Regions from separate parts of the Mus musculus genome. Here all the other regions are linked to region 2. A link is a contact called in public HiChIP or PLAC-seq and promoter capture Hi-C data. All regions are on one chromosome and are shown on one strand. The core of a region is the stretch at or near the end of the contact, and the rest is flanking DNA. Distances in the headings are between cores, read along the strand shown. Region 1 holds the start of Sdr9c7 (4short chain dehydrogenase/reductase family 9C, member 7). Region 2 holds the start of Spryd4 (SPRY domain containing 4). Region 3 holds the start of Ikzf4 (IKAROS family zinc finger 4).

What was found. HiChIP or PLAC-seq counts read pairs in DNA pulled down with a chosen protein or histone mark. Capture Hi-C pulls out chosen DNA fragments and counts their contacts.
Region 1: an H3K27ac HiChIP or PLAC-seq map of embryonic stem cells shows a contact between it and region 2, with 6 read pairs. The contact joins the promoter of Sdr9c7 here to the promoter of Spryd4 in region 2. A contact is called at or near these places in 1 of 39 promoter capture datasets (fetal liver) and 3 of 115 datasets of contacts at active chromatin or transcription factors (embryonic stem cells and pancreatic cancer cells).
Region 3: a contact with region 2 is called in a promoter capture Hi-C map of adipose tissue. The contact joins the promoter of Ikzf4 here to the promoter of Spryd4 in region 2.

What each region holds. Positions count from the first base shown.
Region 1 is chr10:127,896,622-127,900,511 of GRCm38.p6, reverse strand. Sdr9c7 (4short chain dehydrogenase/reductase family 9C, member 7) reads right to left here and starts at 1,977. Exons shown (of 4, transcript NM_027301.3): 1 at 1,567-1,977. The coding sequence starts at 1,867.
Region 2 is chr10:128,209,247-128,213,701 of GRCm38.p6, reverse strand. Spryd4 (SPRY domain containing 4) reads left to right here and starts at 1,908. Exons shown (of 2, transcript NM_025716.2): 1 at 1,908-1,993; 2 at 2,311-3,794. The coding sequence starts at 1,909. The coding sequence ends at 2,849. It overlaps Gls2 (glutaminase 2 (liver, mitochondrial)), which reads right to left. Exons shown (of 18, transcript NM_001033264.3): 18 at 3,698-4,414. The coding sequence ends at 4,258.
Region 3 is chr10:128,644,727-128,649,068 of GRCm38.p6, reverse strand. Ikzf4 (IKAROS family zinc finger 4) reads left to right here and starts at 3,076. Exons shown (of 8, transcript NM_011772.3): 1 at 3,076-3,348. The coding sequence starts at 3,262. Gm26876 (predicted gene, 26876) reads right to left here and starts at 3,185. Exons shown (of 2, transcript NR_152728.1): 1 at 3,149-3,185; 2 at 1-1,607.

The sequences.
Region 1 (3,890 bases), core at 728-3,227, 310 kb after region 2:
GCCAGAGAAATGAAAAGCCTTTAAGAGGACATGTCCCAGGCTTACTGGAAGAGGGAGTGAGCCACGAGCTAAGGATGATAGTGTGTTTCTCTGGCACCACCCTCGGAGACACGAGCTGTATGTGGTCCTCTCTAGAGTGTAGATCACTGATGCATCAGGACCTGAGGCTCGGGGAGCCTCATTTTCTCCTCTGTCGGAATGTAGGTAGCCTCTGAAGGTGGGAAACCTGGACGTGAGCTCTGCCCTAGAGTCCCCCAGATGAGCAAAGATCTGCTGGGACCTTGAGTCTCGAGAATCATTTTTGGATTTATTCCTTCAGGAATTATGAGGTAATAAATATGTGTTGTCTAACCTATTCATTTGCATGAATTTGTTGCAGCAGCTACAGGAGACCGCCCAGTGAGTAATGAACACAAGAGGCCGGATGGAGGAGGCTGTATTCAGGAAACAGGCTGGGACAGCAGTGTGGTGGAAGAGGCTCACCCCTGCCAAGTTATTCATTAGCTAATTCATTCAGAAAATATCTGCTAAGTACCTTCTTAGGTGCTAGGTTTCCTCCTCGGTCGGTACTCAGGACTTGGGGTGAGTAGAAGAGACACAAAGTCCACTCTTAGGAATCTTAACTCAGCAGAGAAGACATGATAAAGAAAGAGAGGGCCAGCAGGACAGCTCAGCAGAAAGTCCTGAGGCACAAGCCTGAAGACCTGCGTTCCATCCCCAGGGCTCACATGGTGGGAATTGAGAAATGACTTCCAAAAGTTATCCTCTGGCTCACTCATACGCACATTTTTCATACTGTCTTTTCTTTTTCTGTGACTCCAGATCCACAGAGCCAATGCTTTCTTCTGACCTCCTCATGCATGGTACACACACACACACACACACACACACACACACACACACACATCAATCATAACAATAACTTTTTTTAAAAAAAGTAAAATGTTAAAGAGAAAATCAGTGAAGAGCTAGAGTTGTTGGCCTGACCTGGGCAGAGGTCTGGCTTTGACTTTTTAGGAGCCATTACTTCTCCCAGTTTTTGTACTCATAAGTAAGCAATCTAGTGTCTACAGCCTGCATGCAAGTCCCCAGACATTCTTGGTATAGTCCCCAGCACAGGCTCCTTTCCCGGTGGGAACAAGCTCCTGCCAAAGGCAACAACATCTATGGGATATGTGTGTATGTGACGTACAGAAGAGACCTGCCTGTCACACCCATAGATTTCCACCTTTTGCATCTATATGATTATCCCTAGCCTGAGCTGGCCAAGAAATATGGAGCCAATAGTGGGACTCCTGAAGTCTCTAAAACACTTTAGAGGTTTGGGTATTCAGAACTTTCAAGTTGTTGCCTTAGATGGAGGAAATTTCCTCAGGGTGTTTCTTCGTCGTCAGCTGGCCAAACCAGATTCTACTGGACTAGAGCCTTCCAGCCTGTTCCTATTTCATCTTCCCATCCCCATTTGGACATCAGGGTCTCACACACACACACACACACACACACACACACACACACACACACACACAGAGAGAGAGAGAGAGAAGAATATCCAAGAATACACCCCACCTTGCTCGCCCACTTGGTCCCTCACCCACTGGGCTGCTTCCTTGACGTTCTCCGACTTGGTGACATCTAGGAGGAAGGTCTGCAGCTGGTGGGAGGTGTCCTGCAGGAGTTTCTGAGCCCCCTCCTCAGTGAGGCAGGCAGCAAGCACTTTCATGCCCCTATCAACCAGTTGTTTGGCCAACAGGTTCCCAAAGCCGGAGTCACAGCCAGTGATGAAGACATACTTCTCAGAGAGGTTTTTAACCAGATTGCAATTTTTGAACCAGCGGTACATAAAAGCAAAGTCTGTGAGGGCCGCCATGGGAGCTGATGTCTGAGGATGGACCCAGGAGATGGTAGGATAGGCTGATCCTCAGAGCCCAGCAGGCAGCCCACAGGAACCCACAGGAAAGGAGAGCTTCTGAGACTTGCAACAGATACGGGCATCTGGGTGAGCCACTCTGTAATTTTATAGGTGGCTGCATTGCCACAGCAATTAGCTCAGATGCAAGAAATTCAAGTCCAACCTGCAGTGTGTCACTCTGACAAAGCCACTGCCCTGGCCTCTCCATCTCTCCTCTAGACCTTTCAGGAGAGGGATCCAAAAATGGGGATATTCATAGTCATGGGAACTCAAGTGCATTCTGGGAAGGGGCACGGGAGGCAAAGAAGGGCTTAGATCTGATCTGAGCTCTCTTTAAGAAAATCCTATCCCAGTTTTACCTTCTGCCTAGGGATCAAAAACCCTCTTCCGTGCATTTAAGCTTGTCAACAAATTTAATTTTTATTACCTGAAAAAAAAAAGATGAAATCATTAATACAAAGCGAACAAAAGCTGAATTTCGAGGACTGAATTCCAGTAGGAATGAATACCAGCTCATCAGCCCTTAGAGAGCTTTAATTAATGTATTTTCTTTAGTTTAGTTGTTGAGACAGTATCCCTAACAGCCCTGGCTGGCTTGGCCTGAACTTGCCAAGGTGACTTAAAATGGGTGACAGTCCTCTGCCTCTACCAGGCACTGGGATTTCAGGCAGGTGCCACCATGACCGACTTCTCTGGAGATGGTGAGTTTCCATCATGACAAATGATAAAAAATACAGGGTTTTTCCAGGCTGGGTGTGACTCCACAGTGCTGACTCCAGAGTCTCTCTAGAGGAGGCTGGAGGTATGAGTTTCAACTTCTAAAAAGTAGAGAGCCTCAAACAGCTGGGTGTGGTTCTGCACATTTGTTTCAGCAGTTGCGAGGTAGAAATGGGAGGATCTGGAGTTCAAAGGTCATCCTCTGCTACATATCTAGCTAGAGGCCAATCTGGGATACAAGAGATCCTGCCTCAAACAAACAAAACACCCAAAACCAACCGGAACCTTGGTGGTTGTTGGGCGGGTGATATTCAAGTTAGCAGCAAGAAATCTCCATATTGGAAACTAACCTAGTATTCCATCCATCCTATGGGCTGGTGACCTGGCCATTGTAGGAGCCCAGTCCTGAGGGCTCATCAGCTCCCTCAGGAAAGGGATCTTGGGGAAGGTTCCTTTCCTTGTATCCCCAGCACCAGGCATATTTTAGGTAGTTTGATGAGCTGGAGAGACTGAAGGCAAGAAATGCGACAGAGCAAGGGAGGGACTAACACAGCATGCGACACTGTGGCTAGCTGGATGTGCAAGAGGAGAGGGGAGAAGAAGTCAAAATGATTAGAAGGTATGGGGTCAAGGACAGATGGAACAGCAGACGACGGCAAGAGAAGCCAGGAACTAAGACACAGCATTGAGGGGAGTTAGGGAATGGATAGCTCTGATCTGAGGTTCTCTGAGACTGACAGGCAGCCAGACCAGATGACGTTGGACAATTAACTCATTGAAACTGTGGGAAGAGCTTGGGCAGAGTCCTGGGTCCAAGGGAGATGATTTGTAGGGAGAGTGAGGCCAAGGCTTGGAAAGTATCAGGGGCAGCAATTACAGAGAATGATTACAGAGAGTGAGTAGAGACCTTGCAGAAAGTCAGGGCAGATGCTGCTGAAGCAAACGGAAGAAGGAAATCAGTTGGTGTGAGTCTTGAGGGGGCCACACCCAGCATTGTGTAAATTGCAGGGATCTGGTAATGCTGGGAGCTTTCTTGGGTCGACATCCAGGGCCATCAGGATGAGAAAGGTCACTAGCTAACCTCGACTTGTTTAGAGGGTCTGATACAGAAATCGGGTGCAAAAGTTCTCTAAAGAGGGGGAGCAACAGGTGCGTCTTTGTGCCCTACTATTTACCAATGAAGGCAGGTATCACATCGGAGAAGTGACTATGGCCACATGGTACCCGAGAGACCTAAACACCCATGTTTTGTGGACACAAGCAA
Region 2 (4,455 bases), core at 659-3,158:
TGTCAACTTCGTGAGACCTCGTCTACAAATTAAAACAAGCAAACAACCATATCTTAAAAAGGGCCAGGAATACAGCTCAGTGGTCATGATGAGGGCAGGGAATAAGAAGGCGCAAGTCTATAGGTGCTTCAGAGACCCAGTTCTGAAACCATTCCCTCTTCATTATCCACACCCGAAGCATTAGCAGAACAGGCACAACCTCTCTAGAGGAAATTCCCTCAACATTTTTGCTCCGACGTTTAAAAGTCAATAGAAGAGGAAGATGGGATGCAAACGAGGCAGGTGGGAGCTGCTTCAGGACCGCGGTACCTGAGTGCGAGCTCTCCCAGAGCAAGGAGAGCGACTCGGTTAAGGGGAAGCGCCGGGATAACGATTGGTTTCCTCTGCCGCCCGCAGGCGGAGAGACTCGGAGGTCGTGCAGCAGAAACAGAAAAAGGCAAACGAGAACGGCTTCGTGACCAACCCTCTTGGTCTTCGCCTATGCGCCAGAGCCTTCCCACCGTGCTATACAGTTCCTTCCCTTCGGCATTTGCAAGTCTGCAGCAGGTCCCTCTCGTGTTTCCTTCCTCTCTTACCCTGGGCCACTCCTGGAAAGTGAGGTTACTCTTCCCAGTTTTGAGGTATGCGACATACCTCAAAGTATTAAAAGTAGTTTTGTAATTAGAAGGGGAAAAAAAAAGTTAACCTGCATCTCTACAGTTACGGGGCTGAAAAGGCTGGGCCTGACTGAACCCTAGTGGAGAGAATGAGTCACTGCACCACCCCACACACACTTTCAAGCTCATTTATACATTAAAAAATAATGAGGTAGCCGGGCGTTGGTGGCGCACACCTTTTATCCCAGCACTCGGGAGGCAGAGGCAGGCAGATTTCTGAGTTCGAGGCCAGCCCGGTCTACAGAGTGAGTTCCAGGACAGCCAGGACTTCACAGAGAAACCCTGTCTCGAAAATAATAATAATAATAATAATAATAATAATAATAATAATAATAATAATAATAATAACAATAATAATAATAATGAGCACAAGTCATGTTGTTAATCCCAGCACTCCGCGGGCTGAGGCAGGCCGATCCTTGAGACCCTGTCTCAAACTATAATAATAAAAAACTGATATACAGAGAAACCCTGTCTCGAAAAAAACAAAACAAAAACAACAAAAAAAAAACAACAAAAAAAAACTGAGCACAACCTGGCACTTGGGAAATTGAGGCAGCAGGATCTAGAGTTTGAGGCCTGCAAAGGTTACATAGTAACTCTGTCTCAGAAGACAGAACAGTAAGCTTGAATGTAGACACATTCTGTCCAAAGAGAATGCTGAGGCTCTGGGAAACGGATTTACGCTTTTTTTTTTTTTTTTTTTTTAAATAATGTGTGGTGCTCTGCCTGTCCTGGAACTTGGTATGTAGACCAGACTGGCCTCGAACTCATAGAAAACTGCCTGCCTCTGCCTCCTGAGGGCTGTGTGTCACTCCCCCCGCCCCCCCCGGATTAAACTACTTTAAAAAAATACTTCTTTTATCTTGCCAGACTTGGTATCGCATGCATTAATTTAGTCTCAGCACTTGGGTGGCAGAGGCAGGTAGATTTTTATGAAATTGAGGCCAGCCATGACTACATAATGAATTCCAGGCCAATCCAGGCTACAGGAGACCCTGTTTCAAAACCAAACAAATCAGAGACTCTGTTTACACAGGCTCTCTGGGTGTGTGTGTGTGTGAGAGGGGTATCCTACTTAGTTGAGATATAATCAGTACGTCTCTTCACGTATTGATCTAGCTCGCCAGACTAGAAATCACCGAGATACCGATTTCTCACGACACTCGCGTCTCGCACCACGTGCTCCGGGCGCGGACCAGTCATTGGTCGGTGTCCCCTGGGGGCGTGCCCCGTGCATCTGTGGCACAAGATGGCGCTGCCCTTTGCACGCTGTTGGAAGTTGTACCGCTGGGGCACCAAGCGATGGGGGGTCCCTGCTGTGGAATCCCGGAGAGGTAGGCATATTTCTTTTTTACTGTCACTCCAAAGTAGTTAACGTGTCATTCCCAGAGCGCGATCAGAGAACTCCACTCCTCATTTCTCCTCTCTCCCCTCTGCCTTGATCTAGCAAGATTCCAAACCTGGGGCACCGGCTTCTGGCTTCCCCAGTCAGTGATTTGCAGCTCCCAGGGCTGTCTTACTAAAGCGGCACCTCTGCTCTTTCCATGTTAACATTTGACATTGACTTTTCTCGATTTCCCGTCATCGCCTGGACAGCTTTCAGATCAAACACAGCCCTAGGTTTACGAGTTCTTTTTTGCTCTGCCCTCAGGCATCAGTTTCAAACTGGAAGAAAAAACGGCCCACAGCAGCCTGGCACTCTTCAGAGGCGACACGGGTGTCAAATATGGCTTGGTGGGACTGGAACCCACCAAGGTGGCCCTGAATTTGGAGCGCTTCCGGGAGTGGGCAGTGGTGCTCGGAGACACCACAGTCACCAGTGGCAGACACTACTGGGAGGTAACAGTGAAGCGCTCCCAGCAGTTCCGGATAGGAGTGGCAGACGTGGACATGTCCCGGGACAGCTGCGTTGGTGCTGATGATCGTTCCTGGGTGTTCTCCTATGCCCAGCGCAAGTGGCACAGCATGTTGGCCAACGAAAAAGCTCCAATTAAGGGTATTGGGCAACCAGAGAAGGTGGGGCTGCTGCTGGACTATGAGGCAAAGAAGCTGAGCCTGGTGGATGTGAGTCGGATCTCTGTGATCCACACACTACAGACAGATTTCCGGGGCCCAGTGGCACCTGCTTTTGCTCTTTGGGATGGAGAGCTGCTAACCCACTCAGGACTCGAAGTGCCCAAGGGCCTCTAATGTGGCCAAGACCCTGAATCGTGCTCATGGTCAGCTTTCTGTCCTTAGTGTCTAAAGCGATTTTACTTTGTTTCAAGCAACTGGTAGCTCTCACAATTCTGTTGGGATCCTTTGTGCAATATTGTAGCCATCTTCCCCTGGGCCCTACTCTGTAAGAGCTAGGTATACAGCCAAAGTCGCCAGTTTCCTAGGTCATCAGGGGATTCGCCTCCTCAGGCCAGTTCTTTGGGTCCTTCTACTTGTGCCCACACACCTTAGACTGTTCAGTCCTGCGGTCCTGCCTCTCGGCCCGTCCCTTATCCACATGTAACTTGTTTTGGGGGCTCACCAGATTCTCTAGAGTAAATGCTCTCTACCTCTGGCTGGAGGAGTGGCAGCCACAGGCTTGGCCTTTTCTCTGATGCACCTCAGATTCTTGGGTTCTGGCTTCCTCAGTTGTACCTCAGCACTAGAGATGTCAGTCCAACCCAGATGCAGCTATCTCCACTCTGAGTCCATCTGTCTTCTGGATACCTGATACCTAGGCAGTTTGCCATAACCATTGTGCCAGTTATGTGACAAAGGGAAAGAGACACTAGGGAGACATGTATGGCTCTGGTGCCAGAAACGTTACCCTCGATAAGTTCCTTCTGTGTATCTGCCACAGTTCAAAGCTCCAGAAAAAAGACAACTTTACACAATCCATTTTGGAGCCTGTTCAGACCCACAACTCCCATCTCCCTTGGCCACAGAATGTACTTAATAAAAGCAGTATTTTGGTTTGAGGAAAACCTGGTGAAACAGTTGAATATGTATGCGGAATATTCAGTTTGGACTTGTCTGACCCTGGGTGCTACAATGGTGATAACTGATGATGTCCTTAGGGGAGAAAGAGAACGACTAAATTTAGCAAAATATAAAATAAAAATTATAATTCATGTAATTAAAGTTTATTTGAACACAAAATACTCTGTCTATAAAATTGCTGTCAGCAGTAGCAGCGTGTCCTGGCTAAGATGGACAGATCTCCGCAGACTTCTAAAGCCACGTGGTTTGGCTCTCACCCATTTCTCTTACTCTGCGGCAGATACATATGCATGTAGCTAGAGGCTCTCCAAGGAAGTTGCTTGTTGGCATGATGATTTCTTCAGAGAGGAAAAGGGGACCTGGGTAAAGACCCGGGCTACTCTCGAGCTGTATCTGGAGGTCTCTGTAGCTAGCTCTGCTCAGGTATCCATTGAGGCTTTTCTCTGTGCTGTGCACTGAACTGATGGGGCGTTTTGATTCTCAGAAAACACTGGCCTGTGTCACCAAATGGCTGTGTCGATCCCCAAGGAAGCAGCTTGCCGTAGTATTTTTGGTGGCTGTGGGTTAAATGTGTGGCCAGCTCATGCTTTTTCTGAAGCAGGGACTGCCCCTGGGCCTGTGCTCATACCATGCTCTCTAGATTCTCTTTGGACAGGGTCTCAGCTGCCGCCTCAGCTTGAGTCTCAGAGAGCAAGTAGGAGTCATGGTAATCTTGAAGCAGTTTGACCACCTCCAGGTGGTTGAACTGCACAGCATCGTCCAGGGGAATGTTGCCCCACCTGTGAGGAGCAGGGATCACAGTTAGGCAAAGAGGACTCGG
Region 3 (4,342 bases), core at 1,827-4,326, 430 kb before region 2:
ATAAGGAGGGACTGGGGTACGGCTCTGTAAGCTACTTGCCTGACATGTACCAGGCCCTGCTTGACCTCAGCACTCCATAAACCAAGCACCCTGCCATTCCAGGGTATGAAGTCAGGAGCTTCATCAGGCCAATTTTCTGAGTAAAGAAAGAGCCTAAGACAGAGTTAGTATTTGTTTGTTTGTTTTTCCTTTGAGATTGGAGACTTTTATAGCCTGGTCTGCCCTGCACTTGCTATATAGCCAAAGCTGGACATGAACTCTCGGTGTCCCTCCCTCCACTCCCAAAGTGCTGAGATTATAAATGTGTACTGTCCAGGCTGGCTTGAAAGTTAGTCTTTAAGATAAAAACAAACAAACAAACAAACAAACAAACCAAAACCCTATTAGAATGTCAGGGCCAAAGAAACAGGTATGATATCATAAATCTTTAATACTAGTCTGTGGGAGGCTAAGGCGAGATTGTGAGTTCTAAGCCATCCTGAATTATATGGTGGCACAAACTCAAGTTAAAAGAACTCAGCAGGTAAGAGCACTGACTGCTCTTCCAAAGGTCCTGAGTTCAAATCCCAGCAACCACATGGTGGCTCACAACCATCCGTAATGAGATCTGACACCCTCTTCTGGTGCATCTGAAGACAGCTACAGTGTACTTAGGTATAATAAATAATTTTTTTTAAAAAATTAAAAAGTAGAAATGTTGAGTCTTGCAAGGTGGTGCAGAAGCAAGCAGATCTCTATGTATTGTTCAAGGCCAGCCTGATCTACATAAGCAGTTCTAGGCCAGCCTGATCTACATAGGTAGTTCTAGGCCAGCCAAGGATATATCACAAGACCTTGTCTCAAAACAACAACAAAGTACAGTAAAGATTATGATGGCTGTAATCTCAACAGCAAGGAGGTAGAAGCAGGAAGATTATGAATTCAAGGCTGGTTGACACAGAATGTGAAGAGTCTGTCTCAGTAGAGCAAGCCAGAGTGCCATTGTGAAAATGGACTATGAGTTATTTTGTTTACTCTAAAGTGGAGCCAACAAAGGAATTATTGACATGTACAGATGGAGAGGGTAAAATCAGTCAGACACACGTGAGAATCACCCTCATCCTCTGGTAACTCACAGAAAGATACCGACACTGAAGGAACTGGCTCAGGTACAGGTGTGTCGTGTCTGCCACAGAGTGACACAGTTCATACTGGACAGAATGACATAGTTCAGGTGGGCTGTTTTAACTGAAAGAGGCCCTTCTGAGGAACCAGCCAACTCTCCCACCTCCAGTTCAGTCAGGTTTATTCACTGTTGAGCAACAAGAACACCAAGGACCCAGTTGTTAGTGCTGGGTGGTTACTGTCAGATGGATAGAATCCAATCCCTGCCCTAAGGAAGGCAAGCGAGAAGCCATGAAGGCGGCTAGGGAGATGTGCCGTGGGCTCTTCTCAGTCGTGTCTCGGGAGTATGTTGGACGCGAGCAGGCAATATCTGAGGCTTCACTGTGCTATGAAACCAAGCTTAAGCAGGCCTGGCCTGATGCGAAGTGGACCCAGCACAGTCTCCGAATAAGAAACTCAAACCACTCCTGTGTATTTTGAGAACTCCAGATGTCAGCAGCTACCTTCAAAAAGACAAAGTCAGGGCAGCACTGACATTAGGTCTAAAGAATGCCCCCTTCAGGGCCAGACATGGCCAAGAGGGTATATAATAGGGCATGTAAGAACCCATTTTTGACCTCCATCCCTCTCCTGGGCTGATCCGAAAGCAGAGAGTTGTCCCCAGTGTCTGGTTTTTTACTGGCCCTTTCTCAGGTCACCGCCTCCCCCACTGGCCACCTGATAAAGAGAGGAGGCCTCTCGTTCTACTAAGGGATGTTACCATCTCATAGAACCTGATTCTGAAAGCACACGCCCCCCAACTTCCTTTCTAAAAGTACAGATAATTCCCATGGGAAGAAATGGGGGAAACGAGAGTCCACTAATTTACAGCACAGATTTCCACCCTACCCACCACAGACACTGAAAACAGAAACTGAGTTGCTCAAATCAAATGGAGCAGAGCTTATCCTGGTGCCCTGAAACATTTAAGAGAACCTGAGGAGAGAGAGGTGCAAGGATTGGCAGCCCAAAGTTTCATGGCCCCTCCCATCCCAAATTCTTGGAATCAGAAAATGCAGTCTTCCAAAGTAGGTCAGCTCAGCAGTGAACAGTTCCTCTGGAAGGAAAGCGAGCAAGAGCCTTCTCCTGATAGAGGACAGGATTCATCCAGGACTCCTGAAGCCAGAGCCCCAGAGGCACGGGAGAGAGGGAAGACAGGGAGACCCAACCAGGGATTAGAAAAAGCTCAGGGTCCCAGATCTCCACTAGTCAGTGATGGGAAGGGGGATTGTCAGAAGGAGAGGCAGATGGAAAGGAGCCTGAGTTTGCTAGGGGAGGAGCCTTCTGCCACTTCTAGATCCTGGAGGCTGCCCCTGTGTCCCGGGCCCCATGACCTGTGGGGCCTTGGCTTCCCTAGCTGGCAGAGGATTGGGCCTTCCCTGGGACACCCCCTTCCTCCTCCCCACAAGCCTGCGGCTCTCCTCTCTCTCTCTCTCTCTCTCTCTCTCTCTCTCTCTCTCTCTCACACACACACACACACACACACACACACCACACACACATACACTTGCCCCCCTCTCAAGCATTTGTTTTGTAGCTCCTCTTTGTCTGTTGGGCAGGAGGGCAAACACATCTGCCTACCCTCCCTCTGCACCCCCACTCCCTGTGCACCCCCATTCCCACCTCTCCACTGTCTTGGAAAAGGGATGCTGTAGCCTAGCGCGCGCGCGCGCACACACACACACACACACACACACACACACACTGGTACGTTTTCTCCTGCCCCCTCCCCAAGCGCATCCACGCCTCCCTCCCTCCCTCTCTCTCTCTCTCTCTCTCTCTCTCTCTCTCTCTCTCTCTCTCTCTCTCCTGTCTCTCTCTCCCTCTCTCTCCCTCTCTCTCCCTCTCTCTCCCTCTCTCTCCCTCTCTCTCTCTCTCTCTCTCTCTCTCACACACACACACACACACACACACACACACACACACACACATACACACGAGGCTCTCAGCACATACACCCTGGGCTGAGCGGTTCTGCCGGCTGCAGCCGTGGGCCCCTGCTCACCGTGCGGCTGCCACTGCCTGCGAAATGACGGCGGTTCCCCTCACTTCCAGGAATCCACGCTTCCTGGAAGGTGAGTGGCTGGGCTCACCCCTGCCTGCCACCGAGACGCAGACATGCACACACCACCCGCACTCCCTCGCCGTTTCCAAGGCGGCGGCCGCGTTCGCACCCCAGGGTCTCACCGGCAAGGGAAGGATAATGTAAGTTCAGGCAGAAGGCGGCTAGCGGAGGGGGGGTAGGGGGGTGATGGGGCTAGGGAACCAATTCAGTAACAACTCCCAAGCCTGAGGAGAGGGAGAGGACGGGGGCTGTGTGTATAGCGGGGGGGGGGAGGGGGCGTTCCTCCTTACACTTGGGGAGGATGGGAAAGGGTGCTTGGTGTTGCTAAGCGAAGACCGTGACTTGGACAGTGGGAGCTTGTGGTGACATCTTGATTAGGCCTTGGGGACAGAGGTAGAGCAGCCAGGGGTGGAATACCGAAACAGGCCTGGGTGGGAATGGAGAGTAGAAAGACCTGAGATGGGAAGAAGAGCTTTGACGGCAGATGCTTCAGCCTGGAACCGACATGTGAGGGGCCTCAGCCTCCTGCCCACAATAGAGAAGAGCCGGGGGTGGCAGTCTTTCTTTGCTCGTGCACTGACTGGTCCCTGATAGCAGGCTAGCATCCTGCCACCTGGAGCCCATGGTCAAGAAGAGAAAGCTGGAGAAAGATATCCCTTTCAGAGAAGTGCAGCGGCTTGCAGAGCTCCAGGCTATTCCCCAGAGGCAACCACTCAAGGGATCCAGGAGAGGGCCGGTCTCTTTCGGTGTGTGAGACCGCTCAGCTTAGTGGGACTGCTCCCCATCCCTTCCCCGCCTTTCTGCCCTTTCTCCACCTCCTAGTTGCTTTGCTGTGGACCTCACGATTTAGCTTTGCTCCCAGAAGGTTCAGCCAATCTACGATGGCTTTGACCAAGAAAATGTCTCTGATACCTGAGAGCAGCCTTAATTCTTGGCTTTGACAGTCTGAGATTTCTTGGAAGTCCCAGGCATTTGAAATTCCCTCACTGGGGTTTCCGAGGCTGAGAGGGGAAACGAATGAGTTTCCCAAATCTGACTTTGTCCCCGTCAGCCTCAGGCTAGAAGTCTAAGTCTCTGGAGCCTCACAAAGACCCTCTGGCCTTTGACAGAGATTCCTTCTTAGATTTTAGTGCC